Regions from separate parts of the Mus musculus genome. Here all the other regions are linked to region 2. The links are chromatin contacts, called in public Micro-C and promoter capture Hi-C maps. All regions are on one chromosome and are shown on one strand. Each heading gives the region's core, a stretch centred on a gene start, on an enhancer-like site or on the middle of the called end of the contact. The rest is flanking DNA. Distances are from core to core; before and after follow the strand shown.

Region 1 (2,764 bases), core at 147-2,646, 380 kb after region 2:
CCTCAGCTTCATGCATCCAAATCCAGGTCCAATCTCCCTTTATAATAACCTGAGTTCAGCTATATGGCTGGTTTACCTCCACGTCCTCTGAGTTCCGGTCGAATATCCCGCTTCCCTCTCTATTTCCCAGAATCCTCTCTCTTCCTGCCAGTGTCCCACCTCCTATTTCCTGCCTCACCTTATTGGCCATAGGCTTTTTTATTGACAGGTATTGGCTTAAAAGAGATTCTCCCTATAGTTCTTTCCTCAGTTAGCCAGTCTATTCAGATAAGCAGAAGTCTTAGAAGATAGGCCTTCCCCATCCCCCAGGCAACCTGTGGCTTCCAGGCACAGTTGCATACAAACAGAGCTAAAGCCACTTCTAGATACCAGTACTGCCAAAGACAGCAGAAGCCAGAGTTGGGAAGAACAACGTTCACATTCTTGTATTCGTGTTCTTTTGTTTGAAGGCCAGTATTCTGTTACCTTAATAAAAAATTTCTGTCATCTTCTTGCCACCCCCCACCTCAAAATATGCTAAAACACTGAGAGTCCTGTTATGGGGCCTTGAGGTTGAAATTCAATACATTTCTATAAAGTCAAACAGTTCTACTTGTTCGTTAACATTTTGGTCATCAGAATAACTGCAGTACTGTGTACCAGATGGTATGCCCAGGGACCTTTCCATGTGTCGTCCTGGCTAATCTTGCAGCCCCATGAAGTTGGGCATTCACAGTGAAGCTGTGGCTAAGAATGTGCCTGAAAGCTGTACAGAGTCCCAGACACCTCAGAGTGCAGGCCCTATTTTTAGTACACGACGACCATTCTCAAAATCTTTTTTAGAATAAATTTGTAATTTACTTTAATGGCCAAAGAAAGAAAAAACAGAATCTGGGGGCCAAATTTGAGGGCTACTTTTACTGTGAAGTCACCAGGCCAGATGAAGCTTTTGGCTAGCCTCACCCAGAGTGGGGTGCGCATTTTAGAACGGTAGTGAGGTCCCAATGTGGTGCTCCATAGGGCTGAGTAATTGCCGAGTTTCCAGATGAAGGTGTCTGACCCATTTTGTCCTTTAAAAGTGTCCAGAATGATCTCTGCCCTACTCTCTGTCTTTTCTCAGCAGATGTAAAAATTGTTATCAAAACAGAAGTCCAGGAAGAGGAGGTGGTGGCCACACCTGTTCATCCCACGGACCTGGAGGCTCATGGGACTTTGTTTGCACCAGGCCAAGCCACAAGATTCTTCCCTAGCCCTGTCCAGGAAGGAGCCTGGGAAAGTCAAGGCAGTTCCTTCCCCAGCCAGGACCCAGTGCTAGGCCTGCGGGAGCCCACTCGGCCAGAGAGGGACATTGGTGAGCTCAGTCCTGCCATAGCACAGGAGGAGGCTCCTGCCGGGGATTGGCTCTTTGGCGGAGTCAGGTGGGGCTGGAATTTCCGGTGTAAACCTCCAGTGGGCCTGAACCCGAGGACGGTGCCCGAGGGGCTCCCTTTCTCATCTCCAGACAACGGAGAGGCCATCTTGGACCCCAGCCAGGCCCCAAGACCCTTCAATGATCCCTGCAAATACCCTGGCCGGACAAAAGGCTTCGGCCACAAACCGGGGCTGAAGAAGCACCCGGCGGCACCACCCGGAGGCCGGCCCTTCACCTGTGCCACCTGCGGAAAGAGCTTCCAGCTGCAGGTGAGCCTGAGTGCCCACCAGCGCAGCTGCGGACTGTCCGATGGGGCGGCCACGGGGGCAGCTTCCACCACTACTGGAGGCGGAGGTGGTGGCAGCGGCGGAGGAGGAGGCAGCAGCGGAGGTGGGAGCAGTGCACGGGACAGCAGCGCTCTGAGGTGTGGGGAGTGTGGTCGCTGCTTCACACGCCCTGCACACCTCATCCGCCACCGCATGCTACACACTGGTGAGAGGCCCTTCCCCTGCACCGAGTGCGAGAAGCGCTTCACAGAGCGTTCCAAGCTCATCGACCACTACCGAACGCACACGGGCGTGCGGCCATTCACCTGCACAGTGTGTGGGAAGAGCTTCATCCGCAAGGACCACCTCCGCAAGCACCAGCGCAACCACCCTGCAGTGGCCAAGGCGCCCGCACACGGTCAGCCACTCCCACCACTGCCGGCTCCTCCCGACCCTTTCAAGAGCCCCGCAGCCAAAGGACCCATGGCCTCCACAGACCTTGTGACTGACTGGACTTGTGGCCTAAGTGTTCTGGGACCCAGTGATGGTGGTGGAGACCTGTAAGGACCCCAATCCTCCTGTGGCCCTTGCAGGCCACGAATGTACAGTCCTGAGTGCAGATAGCAGGATGGCCTGAAAGCTCAGAAGCAAAAAGGGAGACTTGGCAGAGAACCAAATTTCCATGTTGCTGAACTGATCACTGGAAAAGACTATCGATGCAGCCTCCACCTTAAAGTAGAATTCCAACTGTGAAACTCAACACCGTATAGGATCTTAAGTAATTTAATTACCCATTTTTTGTTTTTTCTCTTTAATTCTTGAGGAAAAAGCTGGAAAACAGTAGCAACAACCAGTTAGATTTTGAGGTGTGGCTTTCAGAGGTGTATGTTCACCGTGTCTTACCAGTGTTAGAAAGATGGTCAGTGGGAGAAGGGCACTCCCAGCCATGGACCACACAGCCCTATGGGAGGTTGAGTTCCAGGTCTGTCCAGGCATGTTGGGGCTTACACTCAGCAGTAAGAACCCTACTAGAAGCAGCCCTTACCTTCTGAAAAGACCCTTTAAGCCAAGGCCTGACTTTTTCCTGTTTTGAGCCATCTGTGGTACC
Region 2 (2,731 bases), core at 56-2,555:
TGGGCATCCTGCATGGTCACCCCACCTGGTGCACCCCACCTGGCCTGGGGGTTCCTTCCTCTGGGCCTACTATTGGGCCTGGGACCAAAATAGGGCCAGTATGAGTTTCCCCAGTTGCTTCCAGATATCTAGGGTTGGTGCCTGGGAGTTGAGCAGTCCTGGGGAAGGGTCAGCATCTATTCTGGGCACAGTGTCCTTCTAACTTCTCTAACATTCTCACCTGGCCACTGTTCCTGCATATCCTACATACGTGGACTGCAGTTCTCAAAGCCCATTCTTGCACACAGAGAGGGACACAAACTCTGCTCCTAGCCATCTTTACTCAGTGAAGCAGCCAGTTATTAAAAGAGCCTTTTGCATCTTGAGTCACAGGACCTCCTGATCCTTCAGGTCGGTCTCCATTGCTCCAGATTTCACTCTAACTATCTGTAAATGTTGAGGACATCCCTGCTCCATCTTATAAGGCTAGCCTTGGGTCACTGCCCTGATTCCACAGGTGTCACTATCCTTGTGTCAGGGTGCCATTGTCAGGGACCGTGTCCTATCCAAGAGGGCCATTTAATGGCCTCCTCTTCCCAGACTCTCTCCCAGCAGCTCTGTTCTGCAACTTGGCTGACAAGGGAAGCTTGGACTGGGGAGAAATGTAACTTGGATCTGCCCTTTTCCCTACAGGGGCAGGCAGGCGGAAATGGGAGCCCATGGGAGTTTGAAGAAAAATCACAGGGCATGGAATATCCAGCCTAGATTTTAATTCCAGGGCTGGGTGAGGGTGTCTGAAGAGCAGAGGGGGATGGCTTAGGAGTACCTGCACCCATGAGCAGAAATGGTGGAAGTCTGGGGAGAGATCCACACCTAACGCCAGGAGGTTTTCTTACCCACGGACAACACTCCCCCGCCCCCGCCCAGCCCCGCCCCACCTCACCCCCTGCAGTTTCCATGCCTGTCCAGCGGTCTCAGTCGGGGACTTGGTTCCTTTTTCCCCATTTTCTACTTTGAGAGCCCTCTCTCTGCCCTCTTAGATTGGTTCTTAATCCTCAGTCTCCGCGGTGAGACTTGGATCGCGTCCTCCGGTCTGGGTGGATCCTGGTGGAGAGTTTTTTGACCGATTCTCCCAATCTCTGCTGGCCAGACAGTCTCCCGCGGGACCGCGGCGCTACCACTTACTCGGCTGCCACTGGCGATTTTAAAGACAGCCATACACACATTGCTCTCCTCCCCAAACACGCCCCCTCCTCTCCCTACTCCCCCCAACTCTTCACTACTACCACCACCACCCCGTTCCGCGCTCCACCTTTCTCCAGCTCCTCCCTCCTAGGCTGTGAGCACCCTCCCTTCTAGCCCGAGTGCCCTTCCTTCTAGCCTCTTCTTCTCCTTCCTCTCCCCTCTGCCCTTCCTCGGTCCTAAGCTCCCACTTTCCATCTCCACACTCCGGGCATCTTGCCCTCAGACCGTCACCTGCACCCAAGCCCATTAGTGCACCCTCCCGCGGCAGGTCTCTCGAAGACCCTCCGCTTTAGCCTGTGCCCCGGAGCAGTGTTCCCGCTTCCCGGGTTCCTCCCCCCGATCACCCGCAACGCTGCCCCACACCCTCTCCCTCCGCGTCTTTCCTTCCCCTCCCCGCGAAGTTTCAGGGCTGTCAGTCCCGGAGTCTTTCGGGCAGCCCGCACCCAAGCTGCAGGCAGCCGGCGCCATTGTGCAAACGGCCGCCCGGGACCGGAGGCCCGAGCGCCTGGGTCCCCGAAGCGGGCCGCGGCACGTAGCCGCAGGAGCCCGCCAGGTAAGGACACCCGAGACTCCCGGGCAGGCGTCTCCCCCGCCACCCAAACGGAGCTTTACAAGCCCTGCCGACCCACGGCAGGTGACAACCCCGAGGGAAGGGGCGCGCAGACGCGAGTGTGGGGGAGGGGGGGGGTCAGACCAGGAGGGAAGGGAGTCAGGAGGGAGGGTCCTGGCGCAGATGGGGAGACTAGGAAACTGGAGGGGAGGGCAAGGACTCGGGGAGGCCCGGTGGGAGCAGGTGGGAAGAGGGCGGGAGGGGCCTGCGGGGAGGATCCCCAGGAGCGGGAGTAGGGTTCCTCGGGATAGAGGAAGGGTCCAGTGCGAAAGGGCAGGAAACGGGCTCAGGGATGGGGCTGGTCGGGAGCGAAGGACGCTGACAGGTGAGCCTAGAGCAGGGCAGGGGGCCGGGACCCGGAGTGACTCCGGAGCTCTAACAGGGGCGGGGATTGGGGGGAGTCTAGTCAGAAGGAAAACTCCGGAGAGGGCGTGAAGTCAGTGGGGAGCAGAAATGGGCAAGGGGGCTGCTGAGAGGGAGGTGTGTTGGGAAGAAAGGGGTATGGGGAGGGGCAGAACGAGGGAGTAGGTCCAGAGAATGTGGGGTTAGCTTGGATTCCCCCCCCCAAGATGGGGGGCGTGAGACCTGGAAGCTAGGGAGCGGACTAGGAGGGGGAGGGGAAGAACAAGGCTGGGGACCGGGAGGGGAGAGAAGCGGAGCCGGAGCTTGCAGGGTAGGCAGAGGGGGAAGGGAGGCGGGGGCCGCTGAGGGGGGAAGGAGAGCAGCGGGAGGGAGGGAAGCAGAGGGGAGGCTGGTGTGGGGGAGGGGGAGGGAACTGAGGAGAGGAAAGAAGGAAAAGAAACCCGAGTGGGGGAGGAGAGGGGAGGGGCAAGCGGATGGGGGAGAGCAGCTGAGAAGGGGAGGGCGGGAGTGGGGGGGGGGAGGAAGGAAAAGAGG
Region 3 (2,990 bases), core at 333-2,832, 500 kb after region 2:
ACCACCATGCCTGGCTGTTCTTTTTTAAAAGGCATTTTGTCCCATGTACCTGCAGGTCTACAATCAAAAATACACCCGACATGGGATTAAAATATCTGGAGCCCAGTGGTGGTGGGGGAGGGCACATGTCTTTAATCACAGCACTCTAGAGGCAGAGGCAGGCAGATCTCTGTTGAGTTTAAGGCCAGCCTGGTCTACATACAGAGTGAGTTCCAGGACAGCCAGGACTACACAGAAACTCTGTCCCCAACCCTACCCCAATGTCCCCCTAAAAAAATTTGGAAAGAAAAAACTCTGTCTATTCTGAACATGTACACATTTTTCTTGTCGTCATTTCCTCCTCGATGCAACTATTAGCCTTCCACTGTATTGGAAATCTAGACATCGATGTAATGTATTTTAAAGCATATGAATAGGTTATATGCAAACACTACACAATTTTATGTAAGGGACTTGAGCATCCGTGGTATCAGCTGTAGTTATTATCATAGTGTTGAAATCTATCCTGTTGGTAAGCTTTCTGGGATGTTAGGTACTGCAAGACAACTAAGGGGCAGGAGTAGGTGGGAAGGAACTGAAGGGTTTCTAGTCCTACTCCCACAACCTCCACAATTCCCAGTTGACTTTCTATTCCTTGTAGTCAGGGAACCTAGAAGGACACACAGCAAAATAGAGAAAGAGAGGTTCTTTTCTAAAAGCTTCCAAGAGACTAAGGTTTCAGAGAGTTGTCTGAGATGTATTGGTAATAATAGATACCACTTACTGAGAGATTTTTTTTACTGGTGAAAATCTTCTAGCATGTCCTCTAAATTGGCACACTGAACATTACCAAGCTAACCCCTCCCCCAGCTTCTTTTTGGAACTCACTCTGTAAACAGGCTGGTCTAGATCCGAGGGCCATTATATCTTGGCAAACCAACCCAGTCACAAAATTTAGAAACCTGTTGCAAATTGGGTTAAGTATTGTTTCCTACGAGAAAGTAGAGTCGCTAGGTATTTTAGTGGTAGGCTCATCCTAAGGTGTTGACCTGAGGCCCCCTTCGCAGCCTCAACCTTGCAGATGTGGCAGGAAGGCGACCCTGGCTCCTGTCTGACTGCTCGGGCGCAGGTCTCAGAAGAACACAGGGACTTTGTGATCTGCAGGGTCCTTCCAGGCCTTCCGGAGAAAAGGTAGCGCCCGGCCTGGCCGGGCTACGGAGGCCATGTCGCGCGCACCGATCTTAGGGCCCAGCCCACCAGGCCGCCTGCGGCCATGTGTAGGCTGATGGCTTCCGTGGCCTGCGTGGCCTCCAGGCCAGGGCCGGGGCCAGGGCAGGGGGTGCTCCGAGCCGGGTAGGCCGAGACCCTCGCACACAGCGGCCATGGACCGGGGCGCTTACCGGGGCAGGCGCCGCTTCAGCCATGACTACCACGTCGTCGCTGGGCTGCGGGCCTCCATCGACGCATCTGGCCAAGCGCCGGCTGATTTTCAGTCAACAGGTCGGCCCAGGCGCGGGCTGCGCGTCGGTGAGGGGCCGGAGCTGCTGTCCAGCGCCCGCACTCTCCACACGGTCCCAAGCCACGTGCCCTGCTGGCCCTAATCTACCGGAGCCGCGGCCCGGCGCGCACGGCGCCCCCTGCAGCCAGAAGGCCCGCACTCGGTGGCCGCTGGCCTGCGGCGTCAACCCTACCCCCAGGGCCCCGGGCGAGCAGGCAGCTGGCTCAGGCAAGCCTTCGGGCGGGTAAATTCGAGAAAGACGCCCGTGAGGAAAACGCTAAGGAAATCCCTGAACTCCGTGCTGGGGCGGGACACCCTCATCCCAAGGGTGTTCAGATTCCCTTTTCTAGGGTAAATTCCATTTTGGGTTTTTCAGAACAAGTAGGAAGCGCTAAGGGGAATGGTGCGTTTAAAACAAAAATACAAGCCAGGCGTGGTGGCGCACGCCTTTAATCCCAGCACTCGGGAGGCAGGCGGATTTCTGAGTTCGAGGCCAGCCTGGTCTACAAGAAACCGTGTCTCAAAAAACAAAACAAACAAACAAAAAAACAAGTCCAGGACTGGGGTGTACCTTAGTGGTAGAGCGCTTGGTAGAACCCGAGGGATGTACTTTCGGAGTATTCTCTCCATGTGCACTCACCTTTGAGGCTCAGAGCCTCTGCTTACCCCCTACAGAGCTCCTCCTTCTTCCCGCCACACCCAGTCTGGACTTAGTTGTACATCTTCTTACTTAGCCTTGGCTGGGATTGAGCGCCCTGCTCTCCCTGCCAGGAGGCTTCAAAACAGACAATGGACACAGGACCACAACTCCACAGCTACTGGGTTCATTTCTAAGGGTTTCTAACCAATTCATGTCCTGAATTATCCTGAATACATTATTCCATTTAAGACCAGTTTCCTTCTGAAACTAGAAAGCTTTACTCGGAAAAGCCATAATTAACCTTTATTTATTTATTTATAAAAATAAAACCGGTCTCTTCATTTCCTGCATTTCACAGCCATTCTATGGTCGTTATTCAACAAGCCAATAAACTTCCAGATGGCAACTGTGCTTTGAATCTTTGGGTTTGTTTTGGTGTGTGTGTGTGTGTGTGTGTGTGTGTGTGTGTGTGTGTGTGTGTTGGGGATTATCTCTAAACAAAGTGTGGGCCAGCTGACATAGTAAGGACACAAACTACCTACCTCTAAGGTGCATCACTGAATCCTTGGCATTTAGGGCAAGACCAGGCAGTGCTACTTTGAGTTAAATCAAAATAAAAAGCTAACTGAGTTCGAGACCAGCCTGGTCTACAGAGTGAGCTCCAGGACAGCCAGGGATACACAGAGAAACCCTGTCTCAAAATAAATAAATAAATAAATAAATAAATAAAATAGTTAAATCACATTTAACTCTTTATATCAAGGTCCAAATCAACATTTAGCATTATTCGTTTTGATTTATTATTAAACAGGTTCTTGTTATATAGCACAGACTGGCCTCATGATCCCTCTGCCTCAGTCTCCCTAATGCTAA
Region 4 (2,731 bases), core at 117-2,616, 400 kb after region 2:
GCCTGGTGGTCTCCGTTTTTTTACTGAGAGCTTCATATTGCCCGGTTGCCTTCTAAGACAAGCTCCAACCCAGACACCCCCGGGGTTCTATGAAGTGAAAAAATTATTCTGGCTTTTCCTCTAGGTTCCAGTTGGGGTTCATTCATCCCTAACTGTAACCAGGACACCTGCTCAGACTTATTTTTCTTTTTTCATTCCATTCCCAAATCTTGGCAGCTCCTGCAAATTCAGTAAACGTGCGATTCACTGAACCTGTCCAGGAAAGAGGGTTCTCTCTCATGGTTGGAAAGAGTACAAGGGGGCGAAAACTGCAACTTGGGATCAGCAAGCCACTCCCGGCTCGGCCTCAGTTTCCTCCTAAGTAGCCCGTCTAGCCCCTTCCAACCCGTGCCCTCAAAGATTCCAGGAATTCTGTCCTTTCTGGCCGAAAACAACACTGAGGCTTTTCACAAAGCACTCCCACCCCCACCCCTCGCTCCCCTTGGATCCACAGCCCGCGTCCCTGGAACCCGGGCTGCACTGCGCTGGTCACATGAACTCCGGCTTTCTGTGGTGTGACGGCTCTCTCCGATCCCTTTGTGAGCGCAGGTTTTGAAAGCCAACGACCGGGTTCTGGGTTTGAGACGCGCAGGCGGCCGCGGGCGGAAGGCTGTCGGAGCCCATCGGCCCGCCTCCAGACCCAGCGCGCCGCGCGCCCGGGATTCCGCTCCGCCGCCTCCGCCGCCGCCGCTGCCCGCCGCTGCCCGCCGCGGCCTGGCCCGAGGGCGCCGGGCCGCCAAGACGCCAGGTGAGCCGCGAGGGACCGGGAGCCGCGACGGGCTCAGGGCGTGTCCGGCGCCGAGGCGGCCCGCGCCTCACTGTTCGCTCCTACCGGCTGTAGATGGAGCTGTCTGGGTTCCGGCCGCCTCCGACGAGCCTCCGAGCGCTCCTCTTGAAACGCCTGAGAGGGACATGCCTCCCAGGATGCAGTTTGTAGCAACATGGCAGCTGCGGTGCAGCTCCCCTGCTGAAGAGGCGCCGGGACGGCCGCGCAGCTCGCAGCCGGGACCCGGGCCGCAGCCGGGGTCGCAGCGTCGGCCGCTCGGGGCGGGCGAGCGCGCCGGGGGCGGCCGCAGAGCGCTGGGGCCCAGCTCGCCGCCCGGGCGCAGCCCGCACAGCCGCGCTCCGACGCCGCCACCGCCGCCACCGCCGCCCGCGCCCGCCCGCCGAGCACAGCCCCGAGCAGGCCGGGGCCCGACGGCCGCGCAGCCCCGGCGGGTGAGGCCAGGCCGCGCCGCACTGCCAGCCCGCCCACGGCGCCGGGCCTGCGTGGGGCTGCGCGCGGCGGCGGCGGCGGCGGCGGGGACTCGCACGGCGCGGGCCGGGCGGCGCGGGGCCATGGCCGAGGCGGCCCCGGCTCGGGGGAGGGCAGCCCGCGCGCGCACGGACGCGCGGCCTCGGGGCCCCGGGGACAGCCTGCGTGCTCCGGGCTCGGTGGCCCGGCCTGGGGTCTCGGTAAGGGCCGGGCGCGGCGACGTTAGCGGGGAGGGGGCGCCCTGGCGGGCTCGCGCGCCCCCTGGGGGGGAGGACGGCCGGGGCGGGCGGGAGCGGCGGCCGTCCGTGCGAGGCTGCGCGGCCGCACGGCTCCCGGACACGCGGCCCGAGGTGGGGCGCGGGCGGCGCGCTCGCTCCCTGGCTGCGGAGCCGGCGCTGCGTCCGTCGGGGTGGCCAGCGGCACGTTTTCCGCAGAGCTCGGCCCCGCGGAACGGCTCCCGGCCTGGGCGCGGTGCTGACGCGGCTCTCCCATTTCGCAGAGCGGAGACACTGAGGCACGGACACCCGGCGGCGACCTGCCCTGCCTGCCCCAAGGTCACGTAGCGAGTCGGCCCGGGCTAGGTGCCCGCAGTCCCGTAGAGGCCTGCCCAGCGTGCCGCGGGCCTGGACGGGGAGGGGTGGCGCTGGCGGCGGCTTCGCCAGGGTGGGCGGCCTGGGCTAGCCGAGCACTGGCTGCGGCCCGTCGGGGGAGGAGGGGAAGGCCGGGCAGCGCCCAGCCCAGCGACTCCGGTGTGGGGAGCAGTGTGATCCATAGCCTCTGCGTCAGGAGCACCCCGAGTCAAACTTGGGGTACGGATAAATGGGGTCTGGCGAATGAGAGCCTAAGAGGTTGATGTTCTTCCGAGGGCCATTCAATAATTAAACGCCCTCCCACCCAACGTGCTCTCTGAGGCACCCTGGCTGTGCTAGGCGGGTTTGCTGCATGGGAGTCCGTGCCTTTGAACCTGTTTCCATGTATACTGGAAGAGATAGGATAGATGGCTTCCTAAAAACCTCGCAGTTCTTAAAATAACAATAACAAAACACCTGGGAAATAAAATGAAGATTTTTTTTTAAACATTCTTACCTCTGGGCTTAGGTCTTCATGGCATGTAATTCTGAGTGAACCATCCTGGGTCATGTAAGAAAATGGCACAGCTTTTGTAAAAAGTCAGATGTGTGTCGTTATGCATGTTTCTAGTATGTTGGCATGGATCCTGGAGCCCCTAATCATTTACCACACAAGGGTGGGGAGGAAAGAGAGACAGGTAGAAGCTGTGAAATGTGGCGCAGAGGAATTCTAACGTTCCTCTCCTGCTAGCAGGTAGCAGCTTGAGAATTTGAGCTTATTCGATTTAGCTGTCTTTGCTTGAGGGTAAGGTCAAGCCACAGGTTTGCTGGAGCTGATGACATTGTATCAGGACTTGGGGGGGGGGGG

Evidence for each region. Promoter capture Hi-C pulls out the DNA fragments that hold promoters and counts their contacts. Hi-C and Micro-C count contacts between places; a contact is called where the count stands out from the background.
Region 1: a contact with region 2 is called in a promoter capture Hi-C map of embryonic stem cells. The contact joins the enhancer-like site here to the promoter of Zfp467 in region 2. A contact is called at or near these places in 5 of 39 promoter capture datasets (the C10 cell line, cranial neural crest and embryonic stem cells), 1 of 484 Hi-C or Micro-C datasets (embryonic stem cells), 2 of 115 datasets of contacts at active chromatin or transcription factors (bone marrow-derived macrophages and forebrain) and 2 of 9 other capture datasets (adipose tissue and liver).
Region 3: a contact with region 2 is called in a promoter capture Hi-C map of stem cell-derived epiblast-like cells, with 4 times the contacts expected there. The contact joins the promoter of Zfp783 here to the promoter of Zfp467 in region 2. A contact is called at or near these places in 8 of 39 promoter capture datasets (cranial neural crest, embryonic stem cells, hippocampal neurons and 3 more), 1 of 484 Hi-C or Micro-C datasets (CD4 T cells) and 1 of 115 datasets of contacts at active chromatin or transcription factors (memory CD8 T cells).
Region 4: a contact with region 2 is called in a Micro-C map of embryonic stem cells, with 4 times the contacts expected there. The contact joins the promoter of Zfp777 here to the promoter of Zfp467 in region 2. A contact is called at or near these places in 2 of 39 promoter capture datasets (cranial neural crest and embryonic stem cells), 3 of 484 Hi-C or Micro-C datasets (embryonic stem cells and erythroblasts), 2 of 115 datasets of contacts at active chromatin or transcription factors (embryonic stem cells and microglia) and 1 of 9 other capture datasets (adipose tissue).

Annotation. Positions count from the first base shown.
Region 1 is chr6:48,063,288-48,066,051 of GRCm38.p6, reverse strand. It overlaps Zfp746 (zinc finger protein 746), which reads left to right. Exons shown (of 7, transcript NM_001163475.1): 7 at 1,100-2,764. The coding sequence ends at 2,220. Among named protein-coding and RNA genes, the nearest start is that of Zfp777, 17 kb to the right of the region's middle. Within about 2 kb of position 1,396, at least 33 of the 459 cell types and tissues checked have an H3K27ac peak or open chromatin away from gene starts, as enhancers often do. A contact at or near this core is called in embryonic stem cells, where this site is marked.
Region 2 is chr6:48,444,399-48,447,129 of GRCm38.p6, reverse strand. Zfp467 (zinc finger protein 467) reads left to right here and starts at 1,305. Exons shown (of 5, transcript NM_020589.2): 1 at 1,305-1,777. It also overlaps a transcript of Sspo not described here.
Region 3 is chr6:47,941,767-47,944,756 of GRCm38.p6, reverse strand. Zfp783 (zinc finger protein 783) reads right to left here and starts at 1,582. Exons shown (of 6, transcript NR_027963.1): 1 at 1,380-1,582.
Region 4 is chr6:48,046,749-48,049,479 of GRCm38.p6, reverse strand. It overlaps Zfp777 (zinc finger protein 777), which reads left to right and starts at 1,366. Exons shown (of 6, transcript NM_001081382.1): 1 at 1,366-1,494. The coding sequence starts at 1,378.